Regions from separate parts of the Mus musculus genome. Here region 2 is linked to region 1. A link is a contact called in public HiChIP or PLAC-seq data. All regions are on one chromosome and are shown on one strand. Each heading gives the region's core, a stretch centred on a gene start, on an enhancer-like site or on the middle of the called end of the contact. The rest is flanking DNA. Distances are from core to core; before and after follow the strand shown.

Region 1 (4,214 bases), core at 1,083-3,582:
CAATGAATAGCTTCACAATTATTACTTCCGTGCCTGTAAGGAAAACTGGTGCTACCTGGGTGGGATGTCACCTCAGCTCACATTTCATAATGACTTCAAAGACATCTTGAGATTTTAGCTCAGGTCTCCCGGACTCTTACCTCCAAACTGAAAGTGGCCTGGAGTGAGGGTGGTTGGTATGTCTCTGGTCGCTGTAGGGTGGTGGGTTGTGCCCCTCTGCATGCCCAGTGAGGCAGAGACAGATGAAAAGAGCAGGTTCCCACCTGCTACCTCTAATCTCTTCCTGGTTCTGGAGTTCTAGGCCTCATATCAGATTCCCCCTCCACTCCACTGTAAATAATCTCTTGGCGATTTTATTTCAGCCCACAAAGGGGCTATTTTCCTAGCATAGAGGAGTGACTCTGTAGTTTCTAAAACTTTCTCCATCACCTGTCTGAATATAGAATGAGGAGCCAAGTCTCCACACCTTCCCACCAGCCTGTCTCTTATAACAAACAGCCTTCTCAATTAAGTTACCAAAGAAATTCTGCTGGGGGAAAAATAATAATCTTCAGGGCTGTGGAGGCTCCAGGACAACAAAGACATAAAGACAGCCAGCCAAGAAGAGAACATAAAACTCAGCAATCCTCTTATAATGCGTTTTGACAAGATGGGGGGGGGGCACATTAATTGCCTAAGGGACAAGTAAAAAAAAAAAAGTAAATAAGACAGGGTTTTCCTGTTGATCCCAAATGAAGAGCCAGGTTAAACATATGAAGAACCAGTTAGGTAGAAAAGGAACCACAAGGAAAACCTCAAATCCCCTTTTGTGGTACAAAGTTTGTTTACACCCATTACTGAGCAGAGCGAATTCATTCTCTTTCCATTTGCCCATTTTACTTCAGGGTTTGTTTTCTGTCTGGTTACGTGCAATGCTAAGGAATGGCAAGATATAATTTTTTCTCCTGCTGCAAATCAAACCGCAATCCAATGATTTAATTATGTAACTATTGAGCTAAAGTCTGAGCTCCGCGCCCCGCCCTCCCCCCCCCTCCGTAAACTGCAAGTTGAAAATGACCTTTGTCTATCTTGTTGAGTCCACTGCATTAACAGAGCTGTAAATGCATAAATTAAGATAAAACCTATGCGTGGATCAAGATGAAACGGCTGGCTCTTGCTCCAGGACAGCTTAGGCAGAACGAGGCCCTGTCCATTTAAAACAAAACAAAACAAAACAAAACAAAAAAACCCCACAAACACAAACAAAACAGACAAACAAAAACAAAAAGACATGCTGCGAATTGCGCAGCTGATCCTGATGACTATGTCCACGTCTTAGGAGGCCTTATTTCTACCCCTTTCATTGAGAACATGTTTCTGAGCAGATGAAGGACATTGTGCCCTACCTACATTGACCACAACAGCCAAGCAATCTGATGGGTTTACATCAGTCCTAAATTCTAAAGCATTTCTGCTCAAGGAGCCCTCAGAGAAGATTTGACAAGAGAAAGAAGGGAGATAGTAGCAGGCGCCCGTCCGTCTTTGATTTTCATTCCTCAGAAAACCACAAGCGAGGAATACATGCAAACCGCCCTGTGCCCCACAGTTCTAAGCTCATTCCAGGGAGTTGGTCTTTCTCAGCTGACTTCCTCGTGAACAGTGACAAAGTCTGACTAAGGGGGGCCAAGTCCTACAGCTATTTGGATTAGATCCGGTTTTTTTTTCCAACCTCAAAATCCTGTTAAGTGGCTTACATGAGCCCGTTCACGCGCTTCCAAGTAAGACTGCTCCAAGCTTGGGGACCTCAGTCAGGTCCCGTGAGTGACTGGAAGAACCCAGTGTACACAGGATCAGGAGTGTGTGCGGGCCTGTTTGACAGGCCAAACCGTTTAGCAGTCCTGGGCAGGACGCGACCCACCTTCCAATTCCGCAAAGCCAAGCACCACGTCTGAGGCTTTCCCCTGCCTGTCTTTGACCTGCAGAGCAGTGATCGTGCAGCCCCATGAGATGATGTCCACACTCAGCTGGTCTGACCGAAGCTGGAATTTCTCCACTGTCCCTCCCCCCGAGGGCAGCTCTCCAAACACGGTTCTGGTCACCGAAACCATTGGGAAAGTTCAGGGTGTGCAGCTTCTCCTTGCTGTTCAAACTCTAGCCTGGATCACGTTTGGAAAGATAAAGTTCCCGGGAGAAGGGGAGGAACTCAGACTAACTCCTCCCCTTTATTGCCTGGATTTAAACAGTTGACCACTCCTGGGGTCGGGGAAAATGCTCCGATGCCTTTTTAAAATTTTTCCTTTATCCGAGGTAACTGAGAAGCAAACTTTCCAGTTGAGTTTGCTGGTCTTTTCCTTCTCTAACCCTGACTGCAGTGCATGTCGGGAATAGTAGTCTTTAAGAAAATTGCAATTGCATCTTGGGGCATGTAGTTTAAAACGAACCAACTTTATTTTGCGCAGGTGCGCGCGCGTAAGGCATCTTTAGGGGGTCAAAAAAAGTCTCTCTCTCTCCTCTCCTCTTCTCTCTCTCTCTCTCTCTCTCTCTCTCTCTCTCTCTCTCTCTCTCTCTCTCTCTCTCTCTCTCTCTCTCTCTCTCTCTCTCTCCTCTCTCTCTCTCTCTCTCTCTCTCTCTCTCTCTCTCTCTCTCTCTCTTTCTCTCCTTTCCTCCTTTCTGAAAAGGTTCTCTCTTGTCCCTAATGGGCTCTGAAGAAACACATCTGGTGGGCAGGCTTGGAGGCCCGCTCCTTTACCTACTTTTCATCATCTCTTGGGCCATTCTGGTGTGGATTATCTGGGACTAGATTTAAAGAAACTGAAGGTTTGATGGCTAAGTCTGACGTTTCTCCTTTGTTGGCCTAGGATTAGGAAAGTGTTATTAGGATCCTCAGTAAGATCATGAGATTAAAATACCTCAGTCTTTCATTGCTTAATCTACAGCTCTAGATGGATTCTGGCTCTAGGAAGAAGAGGTCTGGGAGCCTAAAGACGTGTATAACTCAGTCTATCTGTATTTCTGGTCTTGATTTAGACACGGTGAGGGTGGAAACGCATCTGTGGTTAGAAAAACAGGAGAACTGAGCTCATGTTCCTGTAATCAAATGCCAATAAACAACTGTCTCACTCGTTTCTGACTGTGAAATATGAAGGAATCTTAAGCATTCATGCTACAAAGCCTCAATTATCCCTCTCGAAATTCGGGAAACTCTGATAGGAAAGAAAAAGAGCTTGCAGCAGGCTTTATTAAAGTACAATATCTAATATCAAAAAGACCCAAACAAGTCAAATTACAGACTGTGCGTCCCCTCACACAATAACCCAAAGGCACTCTTGTACACTGCTCATCACACACTCTTACAGACTCTGCAAGTCTCCTCAGCCCACTTACCGTGTGTGCCTGACTTATACACAGGCCCTTTCAACAACACTGTGCTAGCAACGATGCCTGAGAACCCTCTTCTGTGAGTGGGAAGACCACAGTTTTTATTTCTCAGCCTCCAGTTCTCAGTGTTCTGCCAAGCTCATGCTGCCAAGGGAAGAAAGACACCTTGGGTGGCTAGCACCAAGTGTAACCAGAGACGTTCCTATTGCTTAACTTGGCGCATGAAGTGTACCATATTTCCCTAAGATGTACAGGGTACGGGTCTTGATTTTCTTTCCCTGTGGCTTTGAAGTATTTAGAATGGTAAACAAGACTACCTTGTGTGAGCTGCAAACCTTGCTCCTTTTTTAACCAAACAGTCCATTTTCTTAACCTCACATCATTATTCTACATGCAGAGCCTTAATCGACAGCAGTGTTCATGATCACTGTCTGCAAGGAGGTCAACATCAAAGCAGCAATGGAGGAATGAACCATTGTTAAATACTACCAGCTATTTAATTTTGCTTTTTGGATAAATCCTGGGGGTTAAGTTAAATAGTACAGACTGTGGTGATATTTTTGTAAGAAGAGTTACTTAGCTTCTTTCTCAACCAGAGCAGAGGTGTGTAATACAACCAATTCAAACTCATCCCCAACTAGTTTACAAATAAATTAAGAAGGCTGGGCTGATTCCATGACAGGCTTCAGATTGGCAGTTCAGGACTATGCCTAAGAGCTGGGAAAGTCCAGGCAAGCCCAAGCAAGTCAGTTACCAGAAAACCAAACCAAACCAACCAACCAACCAACCAAACAAACAAACAAAAACCAGGCTTCAGACAGCTAGTTAGAAACTGCCGAGCTATCAGAAGCTGCCCA
Region 2 (4,214 bases), core at 1,053-3,552, 600 kb before region 1:
GGTGGAATATGTTATAGAAACAGAACAGACTGGTAGAGCAGACTGGACCTAGCCTTTGCTATTAAGCAGCCTCTGTAAAAGCTGAGCTTTCTTATGTGACCTTGAGTAGCTTAATTAGCCTGGGATGTTATAAAAAGGAGATAATACGCTCTCAGCTATCAGGCTGCTCTGTGAATTAAATGAGATAATATGTGGAAAGTTCTTGGCTCCTCGTAAGCACTCAGTACTGGAAGATACTGTTTCTTTCATGTTGTGAACTTCCACTCACCATATTAATCTACTGATAAGGTGACCGCCTCTACACAAGCAACAGTCAATCTAAGAGTGAAACCCAGACGGTTTCTAAGAATGTTTCTAATCACAGAAGCGGGAAGTCCTTTCTCTTATTCAAAGCAAGTGTCTGATCATGAGTATTAACTTGTAGGGAAGTAGAGGCCAGGTAGATTGGGGGAAGGGTAAGAGAGCACTGTATTTACCAGTATGGGTAGATCCCCAAAGGAACAAATTATTTTCATTCCTTGTGAGCAGTTAATTACAAAAGACCTTTTTATTTATGGCCTAACCCATGTGGCAAATCGAGCCCTTACAAGAAAATCTGTCTCTCTGGGGAAAAAAAAAAAGGAGAAGAAGTAGTTAAGCCTTGCCAAAATGGAACAAACAAAACTTGAAAGCCTGTTCCAACCCCACTGAAATGTCTTTTCCCTTTGAAAGAAGCCTATTAGTGATGCAAACACTCGGTTATCTGCAGAGATGATAATCCCAGCAAACAAAACAGTGAAACCATTAGAACTTTCTGGTGCAAGCCGAATGGCTTTCAGTCCTGGAAACTTGGCTTTTTTTTTTTTTTTTTTTTTTTAAAGCACAAAAGGGCAGAGAAAGCAAGCAGAGCAGGTCCTGCTTTGAGAGACTTCCATTTCCTTATCTGAATCCAGAATTATCTGCCTGTTTAGCCTAAAGAAGACAAACAGTTCTCCGCCCACAGCACAGGCAGAAGGCAGGCCTGCTCCTCAGCCCCTGCAAGTGCCTTCCACCGGGAGGAAGCGGGGAAAACCATGCCTCGTCCCGAGGAGCTCAGGATAGCACAGCCTTAAGGTTTATCCTCAATTAATCCTGTGACGTGCACTCCTGGGGCAGAATTGCAACCCTGTCACAATCTGATGCTTTGGGATAACTAAAGTGCTTGGATGACTCCACGTATGGTTTGGAGCACACAATTTGGGAATTTAGTCAATAGGTAAGTTTACTGTAAGTAACATGATAGAAAGGTTTTAAGGTTTGATGAGACCAAGTTTCTGAGAAGGAATTGGACATTAAGGCACATTAGTCTTTAGGTCCCTAAAGAGATTAGAAAAGCATTTTTAAAGCAAAATATCCAACAGAGCGCCAGAGTGGACCTCGCTACAGCTTTTGGAAATGGGTAGTAGTTAAGTTTACTAAGAACTCAACATTGACCCTTCCACTGCCTAAGTCCTTTCTTAGCTAACTTTTAGCAGTCTGGACGTAATGCTGGTTATCTGGATCTTATGCTGGGTGGAGCTCTGGGCAGGTAATGTCGCGGCTACGTAGCTTCCGGATGGTCACGTGTTTACATTTCAGGTGTGGGAATAGATCCCTGTCCAGGCCACACCCTCTGCAACCACCCTCGTCTCAGGGTTGTCAGACAGCTTGCGTAGTCCCCGCCCCGGGCTTTGAAAAATCCAGCCTTCTCCCTGGACAGAGGTCAATCACGGCTTTGGTTCTGCACTGCTTCCCGCCCACTCCCTCCACGGATTTCTCCCCGCCCCTTGTTCTCTCTGCACCCCTGTCAAGCCAACCCCAAGAGCCCAAGTGTCACTGTCCCCCGAGGGTCTTTCTCACCTTTCTGATGGGGACCTCCTCCCCTAAACCTAGAAGAAAGGGTCGGGGCTCTCGGATGTACTTGCTCTTAGAAAGTTGGGGAATACCGTCTTGTGCGTGGCAACTACTACCTGCTGGGGCTGGGGCTGGGACCACAAGCAGCGAGTCCAACTTTGTTACCCGGAGTCTGGCGCGTCCGGCGTGTCCCGACCGGGCGCGCGAGCCGGGGGCGCGCAGGGCCCGCCGGGAGCGCGCGGCCTCCGGGATGGCGGCTGCGCAGTGGCGAGCGGGGCCGGGAACCGGAGGGAGGGCGTGCGGGCGGGCGGAGCGGAGCGGCGGGCGGAAGCCATGTTGGAACTGCACCCCGAGCGAGGGGCTGCGGGCGCGCTCCTCTCCTGGTGGGTGTGACCCGGCTCGGCGCGGCGGCGGGGGGCGGGGACGCCGGGCGGCTCGTCGTGGTCGGCGGCGGCCGCGGCGTGCAGCCGGGCGATTGTGACCGGCGGCGGAGCCGGGCCGGCCGCGGGCGCTCCCTCCGTGCGGCCCCCGTGAGCGCCCCCCCTCCCCGGGCCGGGAGGGAGGTGGGGGGCACCCGGGGCCCGCCATGAACCCGGGCTTCGATCTGTCCCGCCGGAACCCGCAGGAGGACTTCGAGCTGATCCAGCGCATCGGCAGCGGCACCTACGGCGACGTCTACAAGGTGAGGGCAGGGGCGGCCGAGCCGGGGCCTGCGCCGCGGGGGACGGAACAAAGAGGCAGGCGTGGGGACCTCAGCCCTCGGCGTCCTCGCCGGAGCTGTGCCCGGGACGCGCGGGTCTCTGACCCTCCCAGGCTCTCCTGCGTGCAGTCCCGGGAAGGGCTGCGGCCGGAGCCGCTGCGTTCCTGGGAGGGCGGAGCGGGGCTGGGCGCTTGTTGCCTGGGCAGGGTCTGTGTGACGAACCCCGGTGCTGGGGCTTGGCGCTTGACAAACCTACGTGCCTCTCCGGGACCTGGGATCATAGGCCCCGGTGGCTGGGAGCTACTGTCCGCCCGGGCCTGCTGGATCTGTCCTAACGCTGGGCAGCCTCCATCGACAGCTTAGCCTTTAGCCTCTTAACATCTGCCCGTGCTTTAGCCTTTAGCCTCTTAACATCTGCTTGTCAGTTCCTTGTAATTTTCCAAGTAGTCATGTTTTGTAAAAAGAGATGGGTTTTTGGAGGCAAGACAGCAACTTCGAGGTTTTTTTTTTTTCCTCCAAAAAGAATTGGATAATGGGGTTTGTTTTTGTCAGTGACACATAGGAATCAGATATTTTTCCTTTTCTTTTTCTTTCTTGTGTGTGTGTGAGAGTCGAGTATCTAGGAAGAGTATTGGTTTGACAAGGTTAGAATTCAGAGCTCCTTAGCAGGACAGCGTTTCTGTTGCAGAGGGATCGCTTCTAAATGTGGGAGGATAAATCGTTCTTCCCTGGCCAGTAAAACTCTTGGCCTCGCGGAGTCTGCCAAGAAGGGAGGCGGATAGTGCCAAAGGTGGCAGCAGTCTTGATTTAGTTGCCTATCTACTTACATGGTAACTGAAGTTGGGCTCCTGTTTTCCAGAACACCTGAGGATGCCCAGAGTATGACTTGGAAAGTTTAGTTTTCACTTTATTTTTGCCCACGCTAAAGCAATGGGCTTTTTATTCTTGCCTCAATGGAACGCATAAGGTAAGTTAGCCAATACCTCAGGTCTTTTGTGAGTGATCTGCTTGGCTTTTGTGAATGATCACATAGCACCACACTTTCCTCTGTTGACAAAGGTGTGTGGAGCATAACTCCAGTGTATAACTTAGCAGCCACGTGTTGATGAACTAAAGACAGGAATGGACCCAGATTTATTTGAAGTCTTTTTTTTTTTTTTTCCTGGACAAGAACAGCATTAAACAGCAGAGTTTCACTTCATTCCAGTCGTATTCTGTGTAGAGAGGACGTCAAGGGTCTGGCAAAGGTTGCTAGCACAGAACAAGAGGGCTGGGTTTGTCCCCCCTCCAGTCTGGCAGCTTCTAGCCAAGATCTGGAAGATGATAAGGCCTTGCTCAGGGCAATGGTGAGAGGGGACGAAGCCACGTAGAGGGGTCATGATCCGAAGGCCACAGACACCAGTGTGAAGCTGAGAAAGACGGAACCTGAGCAGCCACAGGGATCCTGGATGTGGACCCTGGTTCCTATAGACCTTCTAGCTGTGGGACTTAGGGGAGTCCTGCCAGGGAGGTGAAATTAGATAAGGATTTTCCCTTTCGTTTTTAAAAGTGTGTGTGTGTGTGTGTGTGTGTGTGTGTGTGTGTGTGTGTTCACACAGAGATGTCCCTGGAGGCCAGAAGAGGGCATCAGATCTCTTGGAGCTGAAGTTGCAGGCAGTTGAGA

The links. HiChIP or PLAC-seq counts read pairs in DNA pulled down with a chosen protein or histone mark.
Region 2: a FOXA1 HiChIP or PLAC-seq map of pancreatic cancer cells shows a contact between it and region 1. The contact joins the promoter of Map4k3 here to the promoter of Galm in region 1.

The regions. Positions count from the first base shown.
Region 1 is chr17:80,125,589-80,129,802 of GRCm38.p6, reverse strand. It overlaps Galm (galactose mutarotase), which reads right to left and starts at 2,332. Exons shown (of 7, transcript NM_176963.4): 1 at 1,898-2,332. The coding sequence starts at 2,087.
Region 2 is chr17:80,726,113-80,730,326 of GRCm38.p6, reverse strand. Map4k3 (mitogen-activated protein kinase kinase kinase kinase 3) reads left to right here and starts at 2,302. Exons shown (of 34, transcript NM_001290345.1): 1 at 2,302-2,533. The coding sequence starts at 2,438. It also overlaps the pseudogene Gm9959.